Regions from separate parts of the Gossypium arboreum genome. Here region 2 is linked to region 1. A link is a contact called in public Hi-C data. All regions are on one chromosome and are shown on one strand. The core of a region is the stretch at or near the end of the contact, and the rest is flanking DNA. Distances in the headings are between cores, read along the strand shown.

What was found. A called contact is a pair of places that touch in the nucleus more often than the background predicts.
Region 2: a Hi-C map of leaf shows a contact between it and region 1, with 2.7 times the contacts expected there. The contact joins the promoter of LOC108459641 here to the promoter of LOC108457906 in region 1. A contact is called at or near these places in 2 of 5 Hi-C or Micro-C datasets (both in leaf).

The regions. Positions count from the first base shown.
Region 1 is chr4:8,186,090-8,193,734 of ASM2569848v2, reverse strand. It overlaps LOC108457906 (protein LONGIFOLIA 1-like), which reads right to left and starts at 4,830. Exons shown (of 5, transcript XM_017757111.2): 1 at 4,025-4,830; 2 at 3,515-3,567; 3 at 1,457-3,430; 4 at 1,230-1,380. The coding sequence starts at 4,178.
Region 2 is chr4:8,417,210-8,423,958 of ASM2569848v2, reverse strand. It overlaps LOC108459641 (UDP-glycosyltransferase 83A1-like), which reads right to left and starts at 4,489. Exons shown (of 2, transcript XM_017759042.2): 1 at 3,893-4,489; 2 at 2,797-3,800. The coding sequence starts at 4,373. The coding sequence ends at 2,908.

The DNA.
Region 1 (7,645 bases), core at 3,581-6,080:
AAGAAAAGACTGATTTAGGTGTAAGAGCTGAAACTTTGGTGGCAAAAGAGAGAAGGAAAGACAGGGAAAGAAGTAAAGCTGGTGGAAAAGTAGTTATCCAGCATGCTCAACACTATAAGAAAACAACTCTTTTGGAAATTTACTGTTGGTAAAGAGCTAACATTCAGTTTAGATCATGCAAGCAAATGGAGCATATTGAACACCAATGTGGTGCATAAACTCAGATTGCTGAAAACGGTCAACTACTAGTGGGGCATATGCCTGCTGCAACATGTTATGCAAGCATCAACAACCACAGACTCCATTAGTTTGATAAACAGTGGTTGCATATATAACATGGTTTCTGATGAAGACATATTTGAGGTTCTTAATAGAACCTACAATTCAAAAATCGAAATTGGCCGTGGAGATTTTATAGAGGACAACTTACTTGACAGAAGAAACACACGTGGAGAAACCTAAAGTTTTGCTTCAAAAGGCAAAGAAGATAAGGTTTACCAAGCCAAGAAGCCCTTGTATGGATTGAAGCAGGCGTTTTGAAGACTAGCGTGGTAGAATTGACAAATGCTTGGACTCAAAAGTATTATTGAACTAACTTTGTCTGTGAAGAAATCTAAAAATGAGGATATGTTCATTCTTTTTCTATATTTGGATGATTTACTTGTATTAGAGCAGCCTAATCTTGGTGTAAGAAATAAAGAAGATTTTTTAGACGACATATTTCTTTGGATACAAATTCTTCAATCTTAGTTTGGTATTTTAATTGGGCTGCAGAAGTACTCAATAGAAGTGCTAAAGAAGCATTATATGGAGAGTGAGCAAACCAATGCTCAAGGTGGAAAACTTGTCAAAGATGTTTTCAAGAAATTTGGTGCAAGACTTATAGAAGCTTGGTTGATCGTCTGTTGTATCTGACAGCAACAAGGCTTAACATTATACATGCTATTAGTTTCCTCCCTAGATTCATGCATTGTGGAAGTGTGATGCACTTTTGAGTTAAGAGGGTGCTTAGGTATGTCAAAGACTTAGATGCTTTGAATGAAAACTTACTGAGCATGAACTTGTAAGCTTTCCAGCTCCCTCTCCTAGTGTTAAATGTACATTTTTGTGTTTGGGTTGATTTAAGATCAACATATAATTTGTTTTCATAATGAAATGATTATAGAACCCATTTTAATTTGAAGTTTCAGTTGAGCACAATTAATGCATAAAGGATACATGAATTTTACCTTCAAAAGCTTTTGATGTTTTCTTCACAGGAGACGGTGATTCATCTCCGTAAAATGCAGCATCTAGAACAGAGACAGGACTAGGCTGTTCCGGGGCAGTTCTTGGAGGTTCTGCTTTTGGATCACCTTCAATTAACCTTGCTGCTGGATTCTGAATGACAGAATTTTAAGCTGGTTTAGAACATTATCAAAATACTATATGAATGAAATGAAGGAAGAAGGCTTACTTTCTGCTTCGTTTCCTGTTCTTGGGAGAATGTACCCTCTATCTTGCCATAACTTTGAGCAGTGACTTCAGTGTCACCATAGGAGGCCATGCTCATATTGCTCTCAGATTGCATCGAACTATCATCTCCTTGGTGATTCAAATCTCTCATGTCACTACTGATATCACTCAATTGGTCATCACTTTGCCTCAAATTGTGAGATTTATGCCTGGGCTTCTGACGTGGCAAGCCTGATTCTGCTTGTAGACTGCTTGATTGTCTTCTGCTTTTTCTCTGGTCTGATGCTGGATCGGTGCGACGAGACTGTTTTTCCATTTCAAGCTTCTTCTGGTGCAGTTTAAGGCATGTGGTCTCTGAGCTTACTGCAATGTTAGTATTTTCTTGAGCAGTAGGTGATGGCACTTTTGAAATTTGGTTGTCTCTTAGAGTTCTGGCAGTATTTTTATCCCTTGAATGGAGTCGACTGGAAGGATCCTTGGGAGTTTTAGGTTTCGGAATTGAATCTTTATAGGATTGCTTGTCAGCCTTTTCACTTCTCGTATTTGCATGGCTGCTAGTGCGAAGCCTTCTTAAACTGCTGGTTGCAACTACTATTGAAGTAGAATTGCTGCCATTTTCCATAACTTTTTCTTCTTTTATAATCTTGATTGGCAATTTAAGGCATGTTGGAGAACTAGTTTCCTTGATCGTGGCTGAAACTGCATTTTTACTATGTAGCTTTCTCAAATTTGGTGCTTCTGAGCTCTGGCCAAGGATGCTGCTTGTGTGAGATATCAAACTTGAAGCTTGCTCTTCTTTTCTGGTATTTGACATCTGCTTAGACATCTGCATTTCTTCAAGTGTTTGTTTAAGGGCTCCAATATCTTTTCCCGACTTCATGAACTCAAGTGCTGCCAAACTTTTCTCAATTTCACTGTAAACATTTAGAAAGGAGTTTGGGGCTTTCATTGGAGTTTCTCGACTCTTCAAAGCTCCCTTGTTTCCATCAAGCTGCCTCCATGGGGCAGATTCAATTGGGCATCTAGTTGCAACAGGTTTCTTTGACTCTACATTTGTCATGCGATTGCAGGGTGACCTTGGTTCCTTTCCTGAATTTCTTGAACAACCAGAAATCGAACTTTTCTTTTTCTCATTAATTCTTGATGAGGGTGAGGCGGGATTGCTTTTGAAATCTTGACAGGTTTCGATATCTTGACTTCGATTTCCATTGGTTAGCATGGGATTTAGCAATGCTTCCACCCCCATCAACTTGGCTACAACACTAGATGGTCCTTTGTAGCTTCCAGGTTCTTGCTCTTGGTTTCTTATATCATTTGATTTCATTCTACTTCTGTTTATCTCTCCTAGAAGAAAATCCGATCTCATACTATCGACGGAACCCTTTATGGAGCTTTCCCTACTATCTAGTGATAGCCTTGGGAGATCTTTGGGCTTAATTTTATGTGCATCTTTTGCCCCCCTCCCATCATAAGAGAGCCGAGGAGCATCCTGTCGTGCAAAAGTGAGAGAACCATCCTCGCATTCATTGTACATTTTAGGAGTCCCTTTAAGCTTAAGAAGGGCATGACTTGATTCATTGAGACTGGTGTTCCTCGTCTTTGAAGGTTTTGGTGACTGCAAAGGCCTTGGGGAATCTATATACTTCAAGGTTTGGTGCTGCCCCGCTTCCACTTTTGTTGCAGTTTTAATCGGTAATCCACAGGCTTCTCTATAGATTGAATCTTTAACCACATCTCGGAGGTTAAGGGAGTTTTGGCTTGATTGCAAAGAAGCATTTGATCGATGACTGGATATTTCCTTCCTCGGGGTTTCGTGGAAGGCAATTTGGCTTGATGAAGATCGGTCTACTAGAGATTCTTTTCTGCAGTCAGCAGGTGAGAAACTGGATGAACAAGAGGAAGAAGACAACAAGGTTCGGGGTGATTCAAAGGAGTATCTTTGTTTCTCCTTCATAGTCTTCTTCAGATTATTTCCCTGCAGGTGCAATGTAAGTTACATTAACCTTAATTATTTTTGTCAATTCCTCCATAGACCTAAGTGACCAGTATTTTTTCTTACTTTTATCTTGTCTGAACCAGTCTTGGCTTCTGTTCCATGCTTGCCATTTTGACCTAGTCAAACACTGAATGTCAGCCATAGAAGGAAGAAATCTGGATGATTTTAGACATTAGAAGGTTAGCAATTACAAGCACATTACTGAAACAACAAATTCTGGTTACTGCATAGAAAGTGTTCCAACTCCAATCTAATCCACTATGTTAGTGTTTTCAAATTGGAGTTAAAACATGTTTCTGAAATTAGCAGAACCTGGAAACCTCTTAAAACTCACAAGTTCTCTAGGCCTAAAATCCGTGTTACGTCTAACGCATATTCAAACATAACTATGAGGTATAGAATCTTCTAAATATATGAAAAGACATAAGAAGAAATTAAAGATACGCACTTACCCTTGAGTCAAGTAACATAGCCTATAACATTCATGATGGAAATTCAGAAACATTAACCTGAGGGTGATCTTTCTTTACAACCTTGAACACTTGAAAAAAAAGTAAATATAATTAAAAGTACCTGAGGGAAGCCTTTTGCGGTTTGGACTGGTAATGTGCCGGTTACCATAGAAATGGTGGCAATCGAAAAGCTGGAATAGTCCATTCATGCACCCAATCTGCTTCTGCAAATCTGGGTTTTCATCTGACAAAGAATACATAAACTTTGATGACATCCTAAACTTTTAGCAGAACCAAACCTGAACTTTCTTAGCTCCCAAACAAAACTTCTGGGTACTTTCAACGTCTCTTCACAAGGTTAAAATGCCACATGCATTGCCAAAAACCTTGTAAAGGGTTCTTTTCCAAGTATGTTCTAGCTACTTAAACATCCTAGGATTCTGAAACCTTGTAAAGGATTTTTTTTTTCTACCCCTGCAACTAGGATATTTCTTTCTTTTGGAACTGTATGTGAGGTTTCAGAGAATTATGTTAGTAAATAACAGAGAAGACTGAAAGGGACAAATTTAAAGATACACAGAGAGATTGGTATAGCCCCACATTTCCATTCTTTGCATTTGGAATGAGATTAAAAACGTTTTCTTCGGGGCTTCCCTGAACAAGGCAGACAATAACCCAAAGGGTCCCCAGTGACCACCTTCTATGGACTTAGCTAACCTATCAAACACCGCAATGGAACCTCTTACTGCACAAACAGATGTTAAGTTCTAGCATATGTAGGCAATGGGAATGTGAAAAATCTTACTTCTTTTCCTCTAATATTATAACATTTAATGTATGCCTAAGAAGCGGATACTTCAGATTTGGAATGTAGGACTTCAACAAACTACCTCAATAATTGGAAAATAAAGACAGTTCGCTGTGTGAATTTAGATTTATCATAGGGTAGAGTCGTGCATCCTAATATTAAGATTAAAAATAGTCTTCCATAGAAAATTAAACTTCCAATATACTAAGGGCTTGTTTAGTGGGGGTTAAAAAAAAAATACTTTTGGCTCCAAAAATATTTTTGGAAGAAAATTTGTACTAAACAAACTGTTTTTAGTTGAAATTTTTACCTTTTCAAAAGTACTTTCTGAAAAGAAGCATTAATTAAAAATAAAAATATTTTTAAAATAATAAAATGTGTTAATATCTAATTGTAAATATTTAATGGTTATATTTAAATATTTAAAATATAATTCATATATATTCTAATTAAATTTTATAAAAAATAATATTTATTGCTTAAAATATTTAAAATTTATATTTCATATATTAAAATATTAACGACTTATAATAATTTTTTATTCTTACTAAAATATAATAATATTAACTAATTTGAACATTATTTAAATGCATATTTGTTATTTGATAATAACAAGTTTAAAATGAACATTTTATTTATTAAAAACACTTTTGACCGTAATTTTAAACACTTAAATCTTAAAATAAACTTTTCAAAATCACTTTTCAACCGCACTTTTCTACAATACTTTTTAAATGCATTACTAAACTAGTCTTATGTCCAACTTGGCTCCACCCTTTTAATTTTATAATATTTTTATATGTTATGTAGTTTATATCACATAAAATATTAATATATAATAGTATAATGTAATAAAATTATTATACAAGAGCCATTAGCTAAAGGGAGTAGTAGTTAAGACACTTTGTTAGCATTCAGAATTTTTTATTCATTATATATGTTTAAAATAATTTTAAACAAAATTTAAGCATTAGACTTAACTTATCAAATATATATAATGTTAAGTGCAAGAATTCAATCCAGTTATAGACATTTCTAGTGTGATTATGTGAAGAACCATAGGTAGATCAAATTGTTATAAATTTGAAACATTCTAATCGTGTTTAAAAGTTATATAATATTTTGAATTATTAGTGTACAAACTTATTAGGTTAAGGGTGGGTCAAATGCGCTTTGGGAATTTTCTCCCACTTTCATGTGAACAAAATAATGTGGGTGGGTCTGCAATTTAGACCTCTTCCCCCCATGACCATGTGGAGTTTGTCAGACAGTGGCAACCAGCTTCACCATCTTGCTAGAAAGTGGATTTATGTACTGCAATCATCATTCCCCTCTCTTTTTTTTTTTTTTTTTGCAAATACTCAAATTTCGAGTGGTTTAAAGTTTTACTTGAATAATTTATAAATTTAATTATTTTTTATTAAATTATTGAAGAAATTTAAATTTCAACATATGACATTAGGTGTGAAAATCGAGCTCATTTTTTTTATGTAATACTCTTACAAAACTTTATTTATTCTAATATATATTTAGAATTGGAGTTATTTACGAATGAATGAAGTTGAAATTTGGGAAAATGGATGATCATATTTTCCTCATATGCATTTTAGTTTAATTTGTCTATACTAAATTAAGGGATGACATCCAGATGCTGTTCATTGGTGAATATGGCTTCGTAACCAAGAAACCATTTTTTTCTATTTAAAATATTGACCTAAAATGGAAAATTACGGTGCCTTGCCATATATATAAAGATGGATTTGAGAAATAATTAAAATAAAACACATAATAAACACGATATAAATATAAAAATATATTATTTATACAAAACTTGAATTATTCATACATATATATATATATATATATAAAAGTTTAGAATTATTCATAATTTTTTAAATTTTAAATGCAAATATAAATATACTTTAACAAATTCGAATCAACATCCTCTTTATATAAATATAATACAAATAATAATTACTAAAAAATTAACATTAGTACAAATGTGGAGTACTATGAAGCAATTCAACCACAAAAGAGATTAGTGATTTTGAATCCAAATTTGGAGATTATATTAAAGCTTAATGATTGCAATGATTGAAAAAGGGGTCTATCAAATTGACAGTTCATTAGTTGCAAGAGTTTTACCTACACTGCACATGCATTTCCTACTGTTACTATTATTATCATTATTGGCCTGACATCCTCATGCATCCCATAGCCACTGATTAAACCAAAGTTATTATTTCAAATTCCTAATTTTATTTAAAATACTCAAATTTTAAACTTTATTTAAAAAATATCTACCTTTTTATCAACTTGACCCAAGCAGTCATATCTTTGATAAAATCAGAAATGGTTAGGAAGGCCTAATCTTACACAATTGAAACAAGGTATGAAACTTGGTTTGATGGAGCCTTCAAAAGAAAGATTCCTAAAATAGGGAGGGTTCATAGGGACCTTCCTGTTGGTGGGTTCAAATGAGTTGATATGTCACTATTGTAGTTGTCATACTATGTGTATGACATTTATCTCCCCCTTTGAAATGTGGTATCATCATATTTGGGATTCTGATTGATTTTAATTTTATAATTTCACGTTGTTTGTAATTGACAATGATAGTGTGTCTGGTACGTGTTTGTTAAAGTAGGTTTTGCAGGGAATGGGTAATGGGCCATAAAAGGTAGTAAGGTCAATAGCAAAATTTTGAGCAAGAGAAAATGATGCTGTATGACACAAAGTCGTGAATATGCCAGCTTTATTCAATTCCTTCATACCTACTAATTGTTTGTTATATATACATATTTAAAAGTGCCTTCATCTTTCTTGGTTATCGGAAATTGAATTAGTGATTCAACTTGTTAAATTATTTATTTTTAATTTTATAGATTTAATTAAAATAATTATTAGAAGAATAGAAAGAAATTGGTCCAATTA
Region 2 (6,749 bases), core at 3,240-5,739, 230 kb before region 1:
GTTACATGCCTAAACATACATCCAACAAAATTTTCATTGGTTTTCTTTACGTCGATTATATAGGCACTCAACACTAATCTTTCAATCACTCGTGCATGTAGCTTTTTTATCACCGAAAGATTATCTCTTTTAATCACAACCTTATTGACACCCAAATCCAACCCCATCTGAACTGCCTCAAGATATGCTATTGCTTCCGCTGCAAAAGGGGTAGGTACGTGATCATTAATAATTGTTCTCGAACCAATTATCTTACCATGTGTATTATGGAAAACTAACCCTGAACAAGATTTGTTTGATCTAGAAAGGTAAGCCACATCGAAGTTAATCTTATGCCATGAGGGTTTAAGTGGTCTCCACCTCTCCAAACCAACTTGCCTACCAAGTAATTTTTCGTTAATCCCCTCGAAGTCTTTTACATGCGATCTGATGAACTTTGCTACTATGTTGCTTGATTGATGACTCCTATCATGAACAATTGTATTTTTGTCAAATTTATATTAGCATTGTTGACTGCATTTTTTTACTATTAAATTTCATGTATAATTATCCAATAATTAAAGTATACATTTATACATTTATGATTTGAAATATGAATAAAATTGAAGGGGTTGGTGTTTTTTGGGGGGGTTTGAAGAGGGCAAAATTTAAAAATTTTGAGGGGTTTAATGTAATAAAGTTCATCTTCAAGGGGCGCTATGTAAATTTCTAAAAAGTTAGGGAGGGTAGTGGTCCCCACCTACCCCCTATATCTGCCAATGTATAGGGGCGAACAATCTGGAGCCAAATTTTTTTTTTGGGGGCAAAATTAAATTGTATATTTTACAATAGTAAAAATATAATTTCACCATTTTAATAGTCTATATCTTTATAATTTTTAAAAGATTAAATCAACTTTTTATTTTGGGGGGCCAAAGTACAATTTTACTATTGCTAATTTAAAATTTTATAAATTATAAAGGGTCTAAATGAAAAAATTTCCATTTAAGGGGGGCTGGGGCCCTTGCCAATCCCCTAGGCTCCGCCACAGGAGGTGGAGGGGGTGGCGGGGCTATCCTCTAAAATGGGAAATTGCTTCTTTAGGCTCTCAAAATTTTATAAAATTTTAAGTTAAAATATGATAAATTATAGTTTGCCTCCTCAGAAAATATTAAAATTTTAATGTAATCCTTTTTAAAAACATAAAAGTAAAAGGCAATAGCGGGATGAAATTGCATTTTAATTTTTATAAAAGTATATAAATTATTAGAGGTAGAGTCACTTAATAGTTATTGGTAAGTCTAAAAAAAGTCCTAGAATAAAGAATTAGAAATTCAACAATAAAAATCAACAAAACAAATGAAACAGTGGACTCTATCAAATAAGGGTTGCATTTGAATGGTTAATACATTCAACCAAACATGTTGTAAGTATCTTATATTAGATTTGTCTATGGGCAGGTCTGCCCAAAAAGTGAAAGGGTTTGGGCAAAAATATAAGCTAAAAAAATGGGATTGGAAAAACGGGTTAGGTCCTGAATAAGATTTATTGGGCTCAGGCCTAGCCCAACTTTGCAAAAAAAAAAAAACTCCGTTGTTTTGCTGCTGTTTTTTCACTTTTTTGTTGCCATTTTCACTTTTATGTTGATACTATTATGTTGTTATTATTTGGATATTGTATAACTCTTGTTTTATTATTAATTTTGCTATTATTTTAGAGTCATTTGCTTATTAAGTTACACCACACCTATTTAGTGTTATTTAATTATAAAGATTTTTAAAAATTATTTTTAATTTATTAGAAAATATTTATTTTAATGTTTTAGTGTTTTTGATACGAGTAAATTAGACCGGGTTCAAGTTTTATCATTTTTATCTGGATCAGTCTTTAGCAAAAGTTTAAATTTATTTTTTGGACCGTACCTATCAATCGGATCTAAAATTTTTATCAATTTCCCACTAATTCATCCAAGAATATATATATATATTATTCTTTACCAAAATCTCACCCAAGTAAACTCCCAAAAAAGGGAAAATACACGCACGCAAAAGATAAATAGTTGGAAGAAAGTGAGTAAAAAGAACACAGTTCGAAAATGTGGAAGAACAGATAGGCGAGTTGAGCGTGATTACTAAAAAATGCACTCTTCAGTCTTGACAAAATAGATGCTCAAATACATTTTGGACTTGAAAAAAAAAAAAATCTTACACGTCATCTGTCACACCATCAATGTGGTTAGCACAAAGTTCAGAGATTTTATGGAAGTGTGCGACTTAAGGAATTAATTGATTGCTTATTTTCAATTAGAGGTTAAATTGAATTAGTAATTTTTATTAAAATTTAATTTATTATTAAATTATTTTATAGGAATTTTATTATATTAAGTTTTTTTAAATATTTTGAATAACAAAACCTATAATCTTTAGAAAATTTTAATAAATAGACAATGAATGTTAATAAAATGATGTAAACAGATAAAATTTAATGTTACGACATAATGTAATTTATTTCGATTGAACTTTAGTTGAATTGATATTATTATTACAACAATAAAGAGGACGTAATTTCAAGTACAATTAAGCATGTTTCTTTTCTTAAAAATATGATTTATGCTAAATAAATAAATTTGAAGTCCAGTGTCGGAAAAGTCTTGCATTGATTGGTCAATCTAATAAATAATTAAAATTTTATTTTATTTATATTAAAATTTATTGTATTTAAATATTTATAATTAAACTTATTTTTAAAACATTCGTTTTTATAAATGAACCAATCAATTTAAATTGATTAAATCGAAATTGTAATACCATACGTTGGTTCTTTTCGATAGTACATACATTAGTTCCTTGATTGATTCTTACATTTGTTCATAGAAAAAGGACAATTAAAAACAAGGAAAATAGTGCATAAAGTGAAGTGAAAACATGTCTATGATTTCATCCATTCAATGAAATTGTTGAAAATCCTGTTAGAGCTACCATTTTCGCTAACACTGTTCATCACCGATCCCTTGAGTTGTAGTGCTTTAGCTTTGAATCTTTCATCATCTACCAATTGCTCAACCTTACCCTTAATCTCTTCTCGTGTAATGATCCCTCTTTCATCTCTGTTGAAGCTTAATCCAATCTTCCAAATGTCACAAATGTAGGTTTCGTTAATGAACTGATCAGCAAAGTAGGGCCAGCAAAGGAAAGGGATCCCATTGCTGAGACCTTCAACAGTGGAGTTCCAACCACAGTGGCTGATGAAGCAAGCAATGGATGGATGAGCTAGAACGGCTCGTTGGGGTGCCCATCCCACCATTTTCCCTCGGCCTGCAAGTCTCGCTTTGAACCCTATAGGGTAAAGTTCATCAGATTGAGTCCCTTCAGTGGTATCTGGTCTAACAACCCATAGAAATGGCCTGTTTGAGAGTTCCAGACCGAGAGCCAGTTCTTGGAACTGGATTGGGTCAAAAACCGTGAAGCTACCAAATGCCACATATATGACTGAGCCTGGAGGCTGTTGGTCGAGCCATTTCAAACAGGTTGCATCCTCAGGCCAAAAACTTCCGGTCAAGGGTCCAAGCTGGTTGGTTGCTGAGAGTGGACCAATGGGTAGGATCTCAGGGATTAAGCTAAGTGCTCCTGGTTCAAGGTCGAAAGTTGTGTTGCAGATTAGCCACTCAACATTTTCAACAGCTTTGTTGTTTCTCATAGCAAACTCGAATATAGTCTTTTGTGCGGTGAAATCACCAAGACAAACCCACAAAAAGTTGTTAGGGTGCATTGCAGGTGTGTTTGGGTACAGTTGAATCATATTTTCTCCATTGATTGGAGTTCCTGCGCGCAAAATAAAAAATTTCAAACAATGTTGGTCAATGAATCAAATATCTCAGGAATGAATCAATAACTTGATTGTTATACATATTCACCATGTTTATCAATGACTTGATCATCGAGCAACTTATCGGTGCTAAAAAGCAAGGCCAAAAGCATGGCGGAAGCAGGCCAGAAAGCAACTCCAGGTATTTCAAACTCTGCAGCAATGTCAAGTGCCCATCCCATGTTCACATCAGCTATGACACAACTGATCTTATTATCTTCAGATCCATTAATCTTCTTCACCAGCTTCTTCAGCTCCAATGGCATCACTTTGCTGATTCCATAGGTTAACTTCCCTAATTGCTTCCTATCCTCATCGGGTTCCATGCCGTCGGGGATCGAAACCAGACGAATTGAGCCCTCTCCATCAACCTTGTTGCCGAATGCATCCTTCACTCTCTTGTGATTGAAATCCGTGTTGACAAAGGTGATTTTGAATCCATGGCTAACCAAGTTATGAGAGAGCTCCATTAGAGGAATTACATGGCCTTGTGCTGGATATGGTATTGCTAGAATATGAGGATTGCCCATTTTCTGCTTTCTAATTCTCTCTATACAAGACTCTGGACTAAAGATTATGTTGGTTTTATAGAGAGATTTTGGTAATCCCCAATAACCTTATTGGAAATGTTAGTTTTTGTTTTCTTTTGGTTGGAGATTCTCTCAAATAGGGTGTTGGATATACACTCAATAGGGGTTGTAATTTTAAAATATATACATCAAAATCAAATTATGCTTTGGTTAAAATGTTAAAAAGATATTGAATATCATGATTTTTTAAGGTTTAAATTTCATTGGATAAACTACGTAGTTAGTGACTCAAATTTCATAAGTTTTTTATTTTTGGTATCAAAAATAAAAAAATTTCATTTTAAGCACTACTATTACCAACCATTCATTTTAATAATCCACCAATAACTTGAAGTTAGACAATGCTATTTTGCACTCATTTTAATCACCCAACTTTAGTAAAATTTTATTTTAACCACTCATTTTCTTTTTTCATTTTAGAATTAATTTTATTTTTTCAGAAAAAATCCTAAGATTTTACTATAATTGAATTATTTAGCTGCAGGAATGAAATTTAAGTTTTTTCCTATAAGTCAATTTCCTCTAAAACCTATCTTTTTCATGTAAAAATCAAAGCTTTTCCTTCTTTTACTAGAAAAAATAAAATTAATTCAAAAATAAATTAAATAATTTCCTGTAAAAACCTAAGTAGTTTTCTGTAAAACTTAAGTTTTTCGCTTTTTATCAAAAAAAAAACTAAAATAATTTTAAAAGGAGGAAATTAAAAGGTAATTTGGTTTCTCAAATCTTAGGATTTTTTCTTTTAGTTAAAAACTAAATTAAATTTTAAAAAATAAAGGAAATTAAAAAGATAGCTTGACTTTTTCTTATAAAAATATAAGTTTTTCCTGTAAAAATTCAAGTTCTTCTCATAAAAGTTCAAGTTTTCTCTTGGGAAAAATAAAATTAATCCTAAAAAATGAAAGAATTTAAAAGATAAAATGAAAATTAGTGACTAAAAGTTACAAAAAAATGAACATTAAATTAATCGCAGGAGACCACAATGAAAACGGTTATTACTAGCAGTCCCTAAAATACAATTTTTTTATTTTTAATGTCTAAAATAAAAATTTATGAAAGTTAAGTGAGAAACTATATAGTTTACCCAATTTCATTAAATGTATTTTTAAAATTGTATATAAATATATATAAAAAAAAGACAAAAACAACCTAAAATATTTGTTAATAAGACTCTTGTTTAATTCTACATCGTTTGTTTGCAGGAAAAAGAAAAAAAAATGGTATTAATCATTTCATAATTTGGTGATTAACAATGAAGTTTGGATAAAATAATAATTTATTTATTTTCTTTTTTTGCAAATTAACCAAAACAAAATAAAATAAAATTTGTGTTTTCATTTTCAATGACTTGGGTGCTTCTTCCTGGGAATCATCGTGCATTATTTGGCTTAGCATTGCATTTGGGGTGTTTTATTTCCAATTTTGGAATCTTATAAACATTAAACGACATTTCTTTCATTTTTAGTTTATCGAACTTTTGCATATGATTCAATTAGCAGGCCTTCAAGGAAATTTATGTAAATACAAATCGAATAATAACTTTTTTACCTTCTAATTTTACAAAAGAGTCATTTTAATCATCAATTTAATTTTTATTTTTTTAACTCTTAAGCTTATGTTTTTGTTAAATCACTTAAAATGAATAGAAATATTAACGCATTTTAACTTTTCTAATGTTGAATATACATGGATGACATGTCAGCATTCAATTAATTTTTAATTTTACAAATTTTAAAAATATTTTAATTATTAAAATTATTTAAAAATTATATTAATTAGAAAAATATTTTTAACATTTAAAATTTTAAAATTAGATGTTAACATATCATTTATATGATAATCCACGTATATGTCACGACAATAAAATTAACAAAAACATTAATTTTTCTATTTATTTTAGAACAATTTGATAAAATATAAATTTAAAATTAAAATAAATATTTTCTAATTGAAAGGCCAAAATAGTCCTTATATCAATACAAAATAAAGTTGTTTATTATTATGAGGCAATAATTGGTGAACAAATGATGTGACAATGAATTCATAATTCATAAATGTTAAAACTTTTATATAAAATATTTTTTTATATAAATTCTAAAAATATTTGCATACGACTCGTGTGTTTAAATTATTTTATGTCAAAATAAAATAAAATTATTATAAATATGAGGAACATCCATGATAATGTTAAAAATATTTGGCGTGATACTATATATAAACTTCAGTATTCAGAGCCTGATTTAGGGGCACTGGCAGGCGGTCGGACCTTTAAAATAGAAATTTTATTATATTAGTCTTTTAAATTTTAAAAATTTT